Linked DNA regions of Sparus aurata: all the other regions are linked to region 1. Evidence: chromatin contacts called from public Hi-C data. All regions are on one chromosome and are shown on one strand. The core of a region is the stretch at or near the end of the contact, and the rest is flanking DNA. Distances in the headings are between cores, read along the strand shown.

Evidence for each region. Hi-C and Micro-C count contacts between places; a contact is called where the count stands out from the background.
Region 2: a contact with region 1 is called in a Hi-C map of an unstated tissue, with 6 times the contacts expected there. The contact joins the promoter of slc35a2 here to the promoter of gripap1 in region 1. A contact is called at or near these places in 2 of 2 Hi-C or Micro-C datasets (skeletal muscle and an unstated tissue).
Region 3: a contact with region 1 is called in a Hi-C map of an unstated tissue, with 7 times the contacts expected there. The contact joins the promoter of bcap31 here to the promoter of gripap1 in region 1. A contact is called at or near these places in 2 of 2 Hi-C or Micro-C datasets (skeletal muscle and an unstated tissue).

What each region holds. Positions count from the first base shown.
Region 1 is chr7:875,570-879,950 of fSpaAur1.1, forward strand. It overlaps gripap1 (GRIP1 associated protein 1), which reads left to right and starts at 2,032. Exons shown (of 28, transcript XM_030422337.1): 1 at 2,032-2,192; 2 at 3,453-3,519. The coding sequence starts at 2,145. It overlaps ptpn18 (protein tyrosine phosphatase non-receptor type 18), which reads right to left and starts at 945. Exons shown (of 16, transcript XM_030422338.1): 1 at 748-945. The coding sequence starts at 837.
Region 2 is chr7:664,425-668,805 of fSpaAur1.1, forward strand. It overlaps slc35a2 (solute carrier family 35 member 2), which reads left to right and starts at 2,055. Exons shown (of 6, transcript XM_030424236.1): 1 at 2,055-2,420; 2 at 3,689-3,871; 3 at 4,211-4,362. The coding sequence starts at 2,357. It overlaps pim2 (Pim-2 proto-oncogene, serine/threonine kinase), which reads left to right. Exons shown (of 7, transcript XM_030424238.1): 7 at 1-699.
Region 3 is chr7:715,769-720,149 of fSpaAur1.1, forward strand. It overlaps bcap31 (B cell receptor associated protein 31), which reads right to left and starts at 2,070. Exons shown (of 8, transcript XM_030424239.1): 1 at 1,918-2,070.

The DNA.
Region 1 (4,381 bases), core at 782-3,281:
TGACATTGCCATGAGATCGCCGTGACATCGCCGTGAAATCGCTGTGAGATCGCTGTGACATCGCCATGACACCGCTGTGAGATCGCTGTGACATCACCGTGACACCGCTGTGAGATCACTGAGAACACAGTGATGTCACTTTGATGTCACATTGACATCAAAGTGACATCACTGTGAGATCACTGTGAGATCACTGTGAGATCATGATTTACAAAAGAATTAGAAGTTAAGCTTGTTGTTATCGTTGTTATCGTTTTAACTCTCGGCTCTCTTCACCTGCTTTGTGTCTTTGAGCGTTTCTCTCGGACCCGGTCCGGTTGGACTGAGCGGCACCAGGAGCGCTACAACATCACTGGTAAACAGGAACGAATACAGTGGTTTGCTGCCAGTTTGAGAAACACAAACTGAACTCTAATTCCTGTTTTTAGATTTGCATGTCATTCAGAGCTCATTTGACTGATCAGACATCAGACATCAGGCGGTGTTTCCAGGAAAGCCAGTGTGAGGAGTCGTGATGCGGCGAGGACGAGCAGACGGACGCCGAGACAAGACACGTAAACAACATGCAGAAGTAGTATGTTCACCATCAGTGATAACCTCAAACCTCAAACATGACTGGAGACTTTAACTCTACACGTAAAGCTGAACTAAACTTGGTTTCAACAACTAGACCAAAGTTTATTCTCACACCTCCGAGTGTGAACAAGCTTCTACTTCACACAGACAGAGACGACTGCAAACACTCACGTTGTACTCCTGATCCACAGTGCCGGGGTCCATCGACCTCAGAGAGGACAGCAGCTCCATGACCACGTCCAGCAAACGTCCAGCAAACATCCAACAAACGTCAAGCAAACGTCCAGCAAACGTCCAATTACAGCGGAAACCTGAGACGACTGACGAGATACAGAGATGCAGCCGGACGACCAAAACTGAAAATAACTCTCTCTCTCTCTGTCTCTCTCTCTGTCTCTCTCTCTCTCTGTCTCTCTCTCTCGCTCTCTCTCTGTCTCTCTGTCTCTCTCTCTGTCTCTCTGTCTCTCTCTCTGTCTCGCGCTCTCTCTCTGTCTCTCTCTCTGTCTCTCTCTCTCTCTCTGTCTCTGTCTCTCTCTCTGTCTCTCTCTCTCTCTCTCTCTGTCTCTCACTTCTGTCTCTATATTTAACCCTGTTAGTTAATAATTCACCAGCAGATAATCGAGCTGGTCTTTCTCTTTCTGTCTCTCTGGGCAGGAAGTTTGAGGAAACTTTGAAATAACAGAACCTTTAAATTACACCACTGATTTTAAACGTGACAACATGAGAGGTTTCCTTCCTCTGAGAGCCGAACGTCTTTAGAAACACTTTGGGAAATCTCAGTTAGACAACCTGTGTGTGTGTGTGTGTGTGTGTGTGAGTGTGTGTCAGAGCCAGTTTAACAAGATTCAGTTCAGACAGAAGATTGAAATCTTTTACAAGCTCACAAAGTGATTCAAGGAGATGTCGATCAGACAGACAGGCTTTAAAGGAACAGTTCACCCAGAAAGTGAAATCCAGTCTTGCCTGAGAAAAATCCTGTTTTTAAGTTTTCTTCAGTATTAAAGTGACCCAGTGATGGAAGTCTGAACACACACACACACACTGCACACAGGAAGTGCTGTTAGTTAATTCGGCATAGACGGTGAGACGTCACGTGACTTCCATCAGCACAGAGGGAGGAGAAGATGTCTGGATGTTTGTGTGAACTGTTCCTTTAATGACCTCATCATCTCCGTGGTGCAGCAGGTGGAGCAGGTGTAAACGGCTTTATACACCACAGGGTTGAACCTAATAATGACACATCGTTATTTATTGATGAATCTGCAAAGTACTCAAATAAATGTACAAGTTACAATATCAGCTCCAAAGTATCGTCAAATAAAAGTATAAAGTAGTTTTAAATATAGGCAAAAGTACAAGTGCCTCAAAACTGTGTGAGTAAATGTACTTAGTTACTCTCCAGCAGCACACACACACACACACACACACACACACAGAGCTGAAGGTCATTCTTGGTCCTCGGAAACGGAGGCGGAGTGAGAGGTCTGTTGTGTCTCCTCCTCTGTGCCGCTCTCCTCCGCTCCGTCTCCTCCGCTAGCTTAGCCTGCTAGCTAGCAGCCCAGGTAAACATGGCCATGTCGCAGGCTCTGTCAGAGGAGGAGTTTCATCGGATGCAGGTGAGAAAAACAGGACAGCTGTGATTTCGTGTCGGTGGGCTCACAGACAGGCAGCTGTCAGTGCTGTGAACAACACCTGTCAGCTCGGCAGACAGGTGCGGCATCAGTGCCACAGACGTCCGCTGGCTAATGCTAACCGTTAGCCGTGCGGGTGGGAGTAGATAACGGTGTCGCGCTCTGCGGCTCCTGTTGTTTTTATTAATTTAACGGTGTCATGGAGATGACGGTCAGTCTGAGCTCACAGACAAACTGGGAGAAATGTCTTTAATACACAGCCTGCCACGGTATGCTAGCTCGGTGTCAGCTAACCTAGCTTAGCCTCCTCCTCCTCTGCAGGGAAAAATGGTTCCATGTAGCTTTCCTGCTGCTAGCCTGTAATTTTATCTGTCAGTTAGCTAACACGTTAGCATCCACGGGACACTCGGCCAAATGAGAGTCACGGGATCTGAGTCAGGCTAACAGACAGCGGTGCTGTTGTTCATCTGGTTAGCTCAGTGTTAGCTGTGGTTTGGTGCAAAGTGACGATATGAGCCATAAATAATAAAACACACAGTGAGTGTTAACGTGAAGAGGAAGAGCTCAGACACACACACTGACACCTGTTAGCATGCTAACTGCTCACACACTGTACTGACAGAAGCTGCTCACTCATTAAGGTTCTGGTCATCAGCTTGACGTCTTGACTGGACTCTGTTCTGATGCTAACAGAGGAGCTGATGGTCTCCACCTGTGAGCCTGATGCTAACTCTGCATGCTAACAGTCTGGAGCTGGAGGCGTTTTCATTTGTATGTGTGAAATAAGAATTCATCACCTGCACTGTTGCTTTTCTGTTCTTTTAAAGGTGCATTATGTGAGATTCTAGTTGAACACATACAAAAATGAACTTAAATAAAGAGTTGATGTTATGATGTGTGTAGTGTTGCAGAGATGTAGCTGACGTCAGCATGCTAACCAGCTCCTGTCAGTGGTATAAACATTGATTCTCCGTGATCCCCCTCAGGACCGCTAGCTGCACATCTAACTGAGCTAATAAGCTAACAGCAGCAGTTAGTGGTTACACTCCCTACATGCTGCCCCCTGTTCGCTTTGAGAATGAATGTGACAGGTGTGTTACGTATCGCACCTTTAAATCATGATGGGTTCAGTTTGCAGATTGAGTGAAAGCAGAATAATGAAACATGATGATGAAGGTGATGAAGATGTTGATGATGATGTGTGTGTGTGTGTGTGTGTGTGTGTGTGTGTGTGTGTGTGTGCAGGCTCAGCTGTTGGAGCTGCGGACTCAGAACTACCAGCTGTCTGACGACCTCAGGAAGAACTCGACAGGTAGAAACACTCCGCTGTGCTTCATGATGATGATGATGATGGTGGTGATGGTGGTGATGATGATGATGATGATGATGGTGATGATGATGGTGGTGATGATGAAGCTGCTCTCTGTTTTGTTCATCGTCTCTTCATCACGTTCATGTTCAGATATTTGCCTGCAGTCACAAACGAGTGATTTCTCAGATGGACACATTAGACAAACGTAACAGAACTGAAGGAAACGAGTGAAGCAGAAAACAGAATAATTTCATGGCAGTTTGATCAGGTTAATTCATAGTTTGAACGTGTCTCCTGTGAAGTCGTTATTAGTTAGTGTTAAATAAAAACGCTCTTGTTAAAGGAACAGTTCACCCCGTCGTCTCCTCTCTGCATGTTGATGTGAAGTTTCATCGTCCACAAAACAACTGAAACTTTATTGTGAAAACTGAGATTGTAGAATCAGTCGAGGCTGCTGATGACATCACATCCTGCTGCAGAGTGATTCTGATAATCGTCTTTATTGACACAGAAAGTTATTGATTATTAATCCGTAACATTGAAATGTGTTAAAGAAAGTAAATCCACAATGTTAAAGATGAAATACTTTTAAATGTCTGAAACTATCTGTAGATTTACATCCTGCTGATGAAAAACAAACATTATTATTATTATTATTATTATTATTATTATTGAACAAACCTCATATCAGCAGAATTTAACTGCAGTTAAATAAACTTTTAGCTGTGGAGAATCAACGAAACCTAAAAAATAACTTTGAAACGACTTTAACTGATAATATAGAATATAATAAAAGTTATTTTATCTTCAGAATCAGTGAATATTTGTCTTGTTTTATCTCAAACATCTGATTTATTGATCG
Region 2 (4,381 bases), core at 805-3,304, 210 kb before region 1:
AGAACACTCTCAGACTCTCAGCTGCGTTCAGGTGCAGATTAAAAGCAGGTCATCTGAGCACTGAAACATTTCCACCTGTGAGCTCGTCATCACTTCCTGCAGTGGTGACGTCACATGACGCCAAATAAAACAGCAAAGATTTAGTTTGGTTTGATGTCAGAACCTTTTGACCCGTGACAACAGCTGGCGTGTTCTGTGTTTCTGTTCCTGGAGGAGCTTCAGGTTTCAGACCGGCTCGGTCAGCAGAACACTCAGAACCTGAAGAACAGGAAAGTAATCTGTTACATTCACAGAACCTGAAGAACAGGAAAGTAATCCCGTTACATTCACAGAACCTGAAGAACAGGAAAGTAATCTGTTACATTCCAGCACATTACACATCACAGGTGTCGGGTCCAGTTAGACCGGAGCAGCCGGAGCCGCAGCTGTCGCTCCATCAGATCTCAGGTCAGTTATTGAGCCTGTCAGATCTTCAGTTTATGTTTGAATGCAGATATTTATTAGTTGTCTGGTTCCGGTCCAGAAGTGAACCAGTGGATCTGGTTCATGGCGACCTCACTGTAAATACTTGTGTATTTCTCACTGGTTTATGATCAGAGTGGCTCCTCAGTCACTTGTTCCTGTTTATTTACATTAAATAAGAATTTATGGATCGAGAGAAAAAGATCCAACGTTTAATAAAACAGTTTTTTATCACTTTATCGTGTCGTTCTCATTCTGTCCCTCTTATATTTATATATCTATATTTATATTTATATTCATACGACAGCATGTTTTAAACAAAGTGTCAGAGAACAATGATTCAAAACTAAATCACATTAAAGGTAATTTTATAGTTAATTAAACTTTTAAATGAAATGTTTAATAAGTATTGAGACTGAAGTCAATAAACATCAGTTACAACTTTATAATAAAGTTTTTTAATAAAATGTTTGAAGATTTTTTATTGGTTAACAGTAAAATAATTTGGTTTAATTATCAATTTACCATTTATTAGTATGTTCTGATCAGAAGCATCGTGATGAACTCTTTAGTCTACACACACACACACACACACACACACACACACACACACACACGCTGACCGGATGTTGCTGCTTTTATTTTCTACATTTTCAATAAAAGTATTTAAAAAACAGAGACTGTGCTTCAGTGAACCAGCAGGTGGCGCTGGACATCACAAACATCCGACAGGTGAGGTGTTCATCCAGCAGCCAATAGGATTCCTCCATGTTCAACCTGCAGGAGAACAAGGAAGTGATTGTTGTCAGAGGATCAGAGAGGAGGAGGAGGAGAGAGGGCTCACTCTGACTGAATATCCAGAGCTCCATCCTCTCATGACGAAGTGGGTGAATAGACGATCTTTGATCAAAAATCGTCACGCTGTACTTTTGAATATAGTTTCTGCAACAAATCATTTTTAACTGACATATTTCTGGATGTTAAACTTGATCTTTCAGCACTGATGATGTTTTATCAAACATTAAACAAACATGTATTCAGGACACTGTTACAGTCTGATGAATGACACATGTTGGTTTATTTGTTATCAATAACTTTAAAAGATCCTAGTTGAGATTAAAGATCATTAAATGTCAGTTTAGCTTTGATGAGTGTTTCTGCTGGTGAATAATTGTTCTGAACTCCTTTTAGCTTGTTCACAGCATCTCAACATCAAACTGAGGAAACAGAAACGCTTCCAGCAGTTTGATCAGAATTATATTTATTCAATCACCTCTGAAGGTTTTACTGGCATCATTTCTACATTATCATCCTTTAATTCAGCCGAGAGACGAAAACCAGCTGCTGCTTTATTTAGACTGACGACATTTAACTAAACGAAATTAATCATAATAAAATCAGTGACTAATGTGAGTAAACACATTTAAACATGCGGATATGGTAATTTCAACTCATTAAAAAATAATAACCATTATCATTATCGGTTAATGTTCTGTATGTTATTAATGATTCAAATCTTAAATCTTTAAGTGTTAAAGTTCACATTTCAGAGACGACAGCAGATATTCTGCCTCAGAGTGATACATCCTGTCAGACAGTTCGTCCTATCTGTGCAGCTGTAGTTCCTTCAGTCCCTGAACGCATCGCAGCCTCCTCGGACTGTTGTCCTCCCGGCGGTGCGGTGGCCCCCCCGCAGGCTCCTCTAACCTCACCTCCGGTCAGACATCCGCCTGACACACCCGCCGCTCCCTCTGTAACCTGACCGACACACCGGAGCTCAGTTCCGGGTGGGTGTGCACTGTGAGCCGGGGCTAGCTGGCAGGCTAGCGGAGTGTTGGTCGAGCAGGCAGCGGAGTGAAGACTCGGTCCGGACGGCGGGCAGAGGGAGCGCAGCATGGCCGCAGGGAAGCACAGCCAGGCGGCGGAGGAGAAGGCAGCGAGCCGGGGTCAGAGTGAAGGTAAGTGTGTCCGGGGAGGGAGACCCGAGGACCGGGAGACCAGTTCACTCCACACGGGCCGCGAGGCTCTGAACCCGGGTGGCTGCTCGAAGAGTGAGCCGATGTGTCGGAGCAGGAATCAGAGTTTGATATCTGTTGATAAATCGATCAAATCGATAAACGACTAAAGTTCCTCCGTGGTCCCGTGAACGCACAGGGCGGCGGAGGCTAGCTAACTAGCGGCTAAACTAACCAAAGTTAGCTGACTCGAAGCGGGTCAGTATCTGTCACAGTTAACCCGGAAAGTTCACCAGTGTGAAGACTCGCGGGTCTTTGCCGGGTTAACATCGCGTCAAGTGTTTATTAAGTGACGTCAGGACTTTAAACTAACGACTTTAACTATTAGCATGCTAGCTGAGCAGGAGGCTAAAGCACAGGGCTAGGCTAATTGTTTATGGTGTAAAACTAGTTTCTGTCATGCTAACTGAGGCTAACCAGTGTTAGCTGCTGATGTAGCTTCACTGTGGAGGCTAAACCAGAGCACGGTGTTAGAACCAGGTGTGTCAGCGGTTCAGCAGCTGATGACGTGGAGGTTTGGACTGCAGGTGGCACACACACACACACACACACACACACACACACAGAGGTGGCAGAATGAGATACTTTGGAAATACTCCAGTGAAACATCTGCCTTACAAACTTTACTTCCGTAAAGTATCTCAGTATTTACTCAGTACTTTGGTAAATGTACTCAGTTACATGGCACCACTGCAGGCAGAGAGGCAGAGCCAAGGTGTCAAAATCAAATATATAATTAAATATCTAAATAATTGTGTCATTTAATCCTAATTGTCACCGTAAGTAAATAAATAACACATTAAATATAAGAGTTAGATTTATTTCAGTATTTATTTATCTGTTATAAATAAATATGTCTTCCTCCATGAAAAGTGTGGATCGGTCCGACAGGCAGCAGAACAGAACAGAGTAGGATTCAGATTTTCCCGTCTACAGTTCAGCCCGGTGTGGCTGGTACCAATAGAGGCAGTATACGTCCGGGTTCACATGATACCAGAACCTTCATTCTGAGACGTTGGCAGAAACAGAACATTTGAACATTGAACCTGAAAGCGATCAGAAGAAGAACCAACAGAACTCTAACACACACACGTTGATTTTATGTTTGGAAAAGCTTCCAAAATAATAATTTTATCCACAATATAAAAATAAATCGTTGTATCCATGATTCCAACGTGACGAGTGATTCTGTGTGTGGTTGTTTCCTGCAGTCAACAAGAAGCTGAAGTACATCAGCCTGGCGGTGCTGGTGGTCCAGAATGCATCGCTCATCCTCAGCATCCGATACGTCCGCACGTTGCCGGGCGACCGCTTCTTCGCGACGTCAGCCGTGGTGATGGCGGAGGTCCTGAAGGTGCTGACGTGTCTGCTCATCATTCTGCTGCAGAAGAGATGTGAGTGAACCCGACCGGACTGAAGTGACAGAACAGGTGTAACAAGCTGAACGCTCAGCAGAAAAGTAAAGAATTTAGAAAGATGAGATGTGACAAAATATAAATAATATATCAGGTGTGTTAATCTAACTGATCACGTTGTCACGGTGACGGTAACCTGGCTCGTTGAAGCAGCAGAACTAAGAGCTGCGGTTCTGAAGTGGGCAGGACAGAAGAAACAGAGTCGCACCTGTAAGACCTGTCAGGGCAGCGAGCTCAGGTCCTGCAGCTTCAGGCCGCTGTGGAAGAACGACATCAGAGCAAACAGTAACCTGACTCTCTCTCTCTCTGTGGCTGCAGGCAATGTGAAGCAGACGCTGCTCTTCCTGCTCGACTCCATCGTGTTTCAGTACAAAGACACTCTGAAACTCGCCGTCCCGTCGCTCATCTACACTCTGCAGAACAACCTGCAGTACATCGCCATCTCCAACCTGCCGGCCGCTACCTTCCAGGTCAGACTCGGGGTGATTC
Region 3 (4,381 bases), core at 820-3,319, 160 kb before region 1:
GTGGAATGAACAGAAAAACAGAATTAAATCGTTAATCACAATTATTTTGAGACAATTGATCTTAAAAATTGATGACTGCGGCTGTTCATGACTCATTATGATACATTTGACACTTTAGTGCGCTCACAGTATCTTAAATCTGAAAACAGATTACAACAGCAGATCATTTATTATCAATTCCTTCTGAATTATTAATGTGCTCAGCCGACATCTGAAGGTGATTCAATCTAGAAGAGGAGAACAGGCAGAACTGTTCAGAACTCCCAGACATTCCTCTCAGACCGGACCTGAAATAATCGGTTTAGTCTTGATAATGCCAATGACATTTTCCCAGAATGCAGTTTGGTAACTTAATATGTTGCCATCAGTCCATCACACAAAGACATTCAGTTCACCATCAAAAGAAGAAAGAAGCTGGAGCCAGAATCTCAGTCAGCTGACTGAGAAGTGATTGATTTATCAGTGATGGATCCTCTCAGCTCTGTTTGCTGATGATGTCAGAGACGCTGCAGCTGAATTACATTTAAACTATAATATTCTGACCCATTTACACACAAACACTATCTGAACGGACTCACTGTGTTTTTAACTCTTTTAAACAAATCCTTAACTTTTCCTACATGATTCCAAAGAGATTAAATAATATTTACAATCTGGTTGATGAGTTTGACAACAAGTCGTCTTATGAACAGTTTTCTGTCCTTTGGGCTTGAACAGTAAATATAATAAGAGTGCATCAGTCTCTGTTTAGTGCAATAACAACTAAACCTACATCTTGTTTAAGATCCCGACAGCTGATGGAACTAAAATAAGGAAGTTCAGCTCCCTGAGAGCAGCAGTGGACACGCTGCGGAGGGAGATGATGGTCTAATGGCCGTCACCCTCTGAGAGGCTCTGGATCCATTAAAGATCAGTTTAATATTTCCCTCTTTTTGTTCTCCATGCTGAGTTTACCAACAGATCACTGAGTGACTGGATAAAAGATTTCCAAGAGACACTGAAACACCTCAGCATTCTCAAATAAAAGAGGCCTTAAAGTACACAGTGGTACATCTGCCCCAGATATCAGAGTTCAGCCTCCTTGATTTTAGTAATCAGTATGAGCCAATATCAGTCGGCCTTACATCATCTTGTTAAAGGCCAGACTGTCCAGCCCTTCCTTTGAGTAGCCGTAGTTTACCTGCTGCCACAGTTTCACCTGATGTCTGTGCTAAGTGTTGTCAGTGAGTCAGTGAGGAGGGGGAGTGTCAGCTGCCAACACACGTTACAGTGCAGAAACACCTCAGCTCAACATGTCCGACTCTTTTCACATTACAGCGCTAATTAAACCACAATCAGCTGGTTTCTCCGCACATCTCTACCTCTGTGGAGCAAAAGTAAAACATATAGATTCACTTTTTACGACCACATGAAAAACAGACTCGACTACGTATTGAAATAAATGCAAATCTGTCTGATAAACACAAACCAACCAGCTGAAGTTTAACGAGCTACATCCGTTAATAATCGTTTATGTTTATTATATTAACTAAATATGTTCAAACATCCAACTTGGAACAGAATGATCCTGCTAACGTCTATTTCCTGGACTGTGACAGAGCACCTGAACTAGCTAGCATGCTAACTTGGCTTCCCTGAACCCCAGTTAGCCAGCTAGCTCGCAGGCTCCGTCTACTTACTGGAAAAGTGTTTGTTTTGGGTCGTTTAACACAACTTGTGTCTTCATAAGTGGGACACACTGTCAGCTGTGTGTGGTGTGAACACTTGTGTCGCAGCTGTTGGTTAATGACATCATGACGATAACTTCGCGCTGGTTAACTAACAAACTAGTTAAAAGTTAGCAAGCTAAAGCAGTTAGCAGGTGTTAGCTGGAGGACTGTGTGCTAACAGTAGACAGCAGTAAATAGTCAGACTCACCTCAGAAACTCCCGCAGACACAAACTCAGAGAGACTCAGACAACAAGCTGCTGTTCAGCTCCAAACACTCAGCCCAGGCGGGATATTAGCCTGTTAGCATGGCTTCGTGTTGTAAACACTTCCGGTGTTTAATGCCAGCTCATCGCGATCCCAGCACGTGATTGGATACGCCGAAGAATGTGGGCGGAGTCAATATGTGACAACTCATTGCGTCACACGTCATGAAATCTCGGTCAAAGAGCTTTTTTGACATTTTGATGTTATTGATTCAAAATACAGTAACAGACATGACGTCATATTCTGAGCTCTGTGACGTCAGGGTGGAGATACAGAGGACAGCTGAGACAAACTGATACAACGTTGTTAAACAAATAAAGAAATATATTCATGTAACACGTTTTCCGAATGAACAAATAGGCCCAAATACATACAAATGTGTTGTAGACAGCGTTTCTCAAAGTGTATACAGTTCATTCTAATGAACAAGTCTTAAAATTGAGAGTTTTGTGAGGAAGTCTGGTGACGTTCTCCATTTTTTTGTAGCTCTTTCACAGAGTTTGTTAAGTTTCTCCTCATCATGCAACAACTCTTATAATAACTCGATTTGTAAGGAGTCTGTGATTTTGCTGTTACGAGTGACATTCAAAAGGGTCCACAACACTGAAAATCACCACGACCTTCATCAACATATATATACTGACATTAATGAAACACTGAGGACACTATTACAGGGGAAACAGTCAAATGTAATATGTAAACCTTTATGTATTTAAAAATATATGATAAAAGGTTTTGTTTGCGTAAAACAAAACATTAATATTAAACAATAAAACACAAGAGAAATGAATACACAGATATAGAGACAATATAGAATAATACAGAGTATATAGAGATATACATTATCACTAGTAATCCCACTACACAGCGCAGTTCCTCTCCTGACCAGCAGGGGGAGACACTGTCTGCAGAAAACCACTGAACTCTGGAGGCAGAGAGGAGGATGAAGACAGACATCTCACTCTGACTGTTTCTCCTTGTCTCCCTGTGGCTCGTGTTACTGGTCAGACTGGTTCCACAGTAAATTATTAATATGTACAGAGATTAGAGATGCCACCTGTCCCGTTTTTCCCAGAATTGTTCTCTATTTTCAACAGCTCCACAACAAACATAACATGATAGGATATTAGAAACATTTTCTTATTTATGACTGATCAGAATATCACGTAACTGACCTCCTCATGCAATAGGAATCAGAATTCCTTTATTGGTCCTGCAAACGGGGAGATCTGCGTGTCACAACAGCCTAATCAATAAACATTAATAAAAGTACATAATAAACAATATATAATAAAAAGGTAAGAAATAGATATGTACTAGTGCCCCGCCCCTTTCTGTGACATCATCCCCATGAAGTCATCATTCACATTTAATTTAATTAATTTTATGGTAAAAGTACAGAACAGAAATCAGTAACACTTGAGCTGAGGTGTCCAAATTACCTGAATACACCCGATTACAATATTAAAGTAATGTAACTTGATTACATTCAGCTAGTTTTGGATTAATAACAAATGAAGACCAGAGAAATTAAATATCAATTTAAAAAAAGTAGCTTTTTGTGTATCCTGTTAACAAGTGTTTCTCTGTGTTTGTTCTATTCATTTTTATCTTAACTTTTGACAAGAGAAGTTACAGTAAATATGATGCAGTTGAGTTTCTCCAGCCGGGACTCGAACTCAGGATAAAAGCAGACCACGGAACACAGAACTGCTACTCTACCGACTGAGCTAAACAGTTTTGAATGGCTGGAGAAGTCTCTAGTTGAAATGACGTAAACCACGTCAAATAAGTCCAGCCCACAGATTTTCTGACGAATCCAGGTGGTGCACACCAAAAGGGGCGGTCTCGCTCGTTTCCCGCGTGAAAGTTGCGCATTTCCCTCCAAAAAGTTGGATGTGTATAAAAACGGCTGACTGATCGTCACTCTGTTTGGAGCTGCTCTTCTCTGAGGACACGAACACGGTGAGTAAACTGTTCTGTACGAATCTGCTTTATGCGTCCAGTTACCTGCTCAGTACAGGTGTATTCATGTCTGTGTGGGAGGTGTACATTTAGTTAATACTTATTGATCTCAGGTAATAAGTCCAGGTGATGTTCCTTCATATATCAGCAGCGCCACATATTAACTACCGTCATGCGCTGTCTCAGCCCAGCGAGTTCTACTAATGAGCGGGTTAAAATGGAGCCAGCTTCCCTCTCATGTTGGTGAGATTTGTTTCTACCTCAAATGTTTCTGAAATAACTCTGAACAGAAGCTGAAGAAGTCTCATTTAACTGTTAACTGTCGAGGTAAATTCAGCTGGAACATAATCCTTTAATCACAGCCAATTAAATCCGGATGGACGTTGTGTTTTGTTCCATGCACCAAACTCCATTGTGATTTTGGTCGGTTTTATCTCTGCCA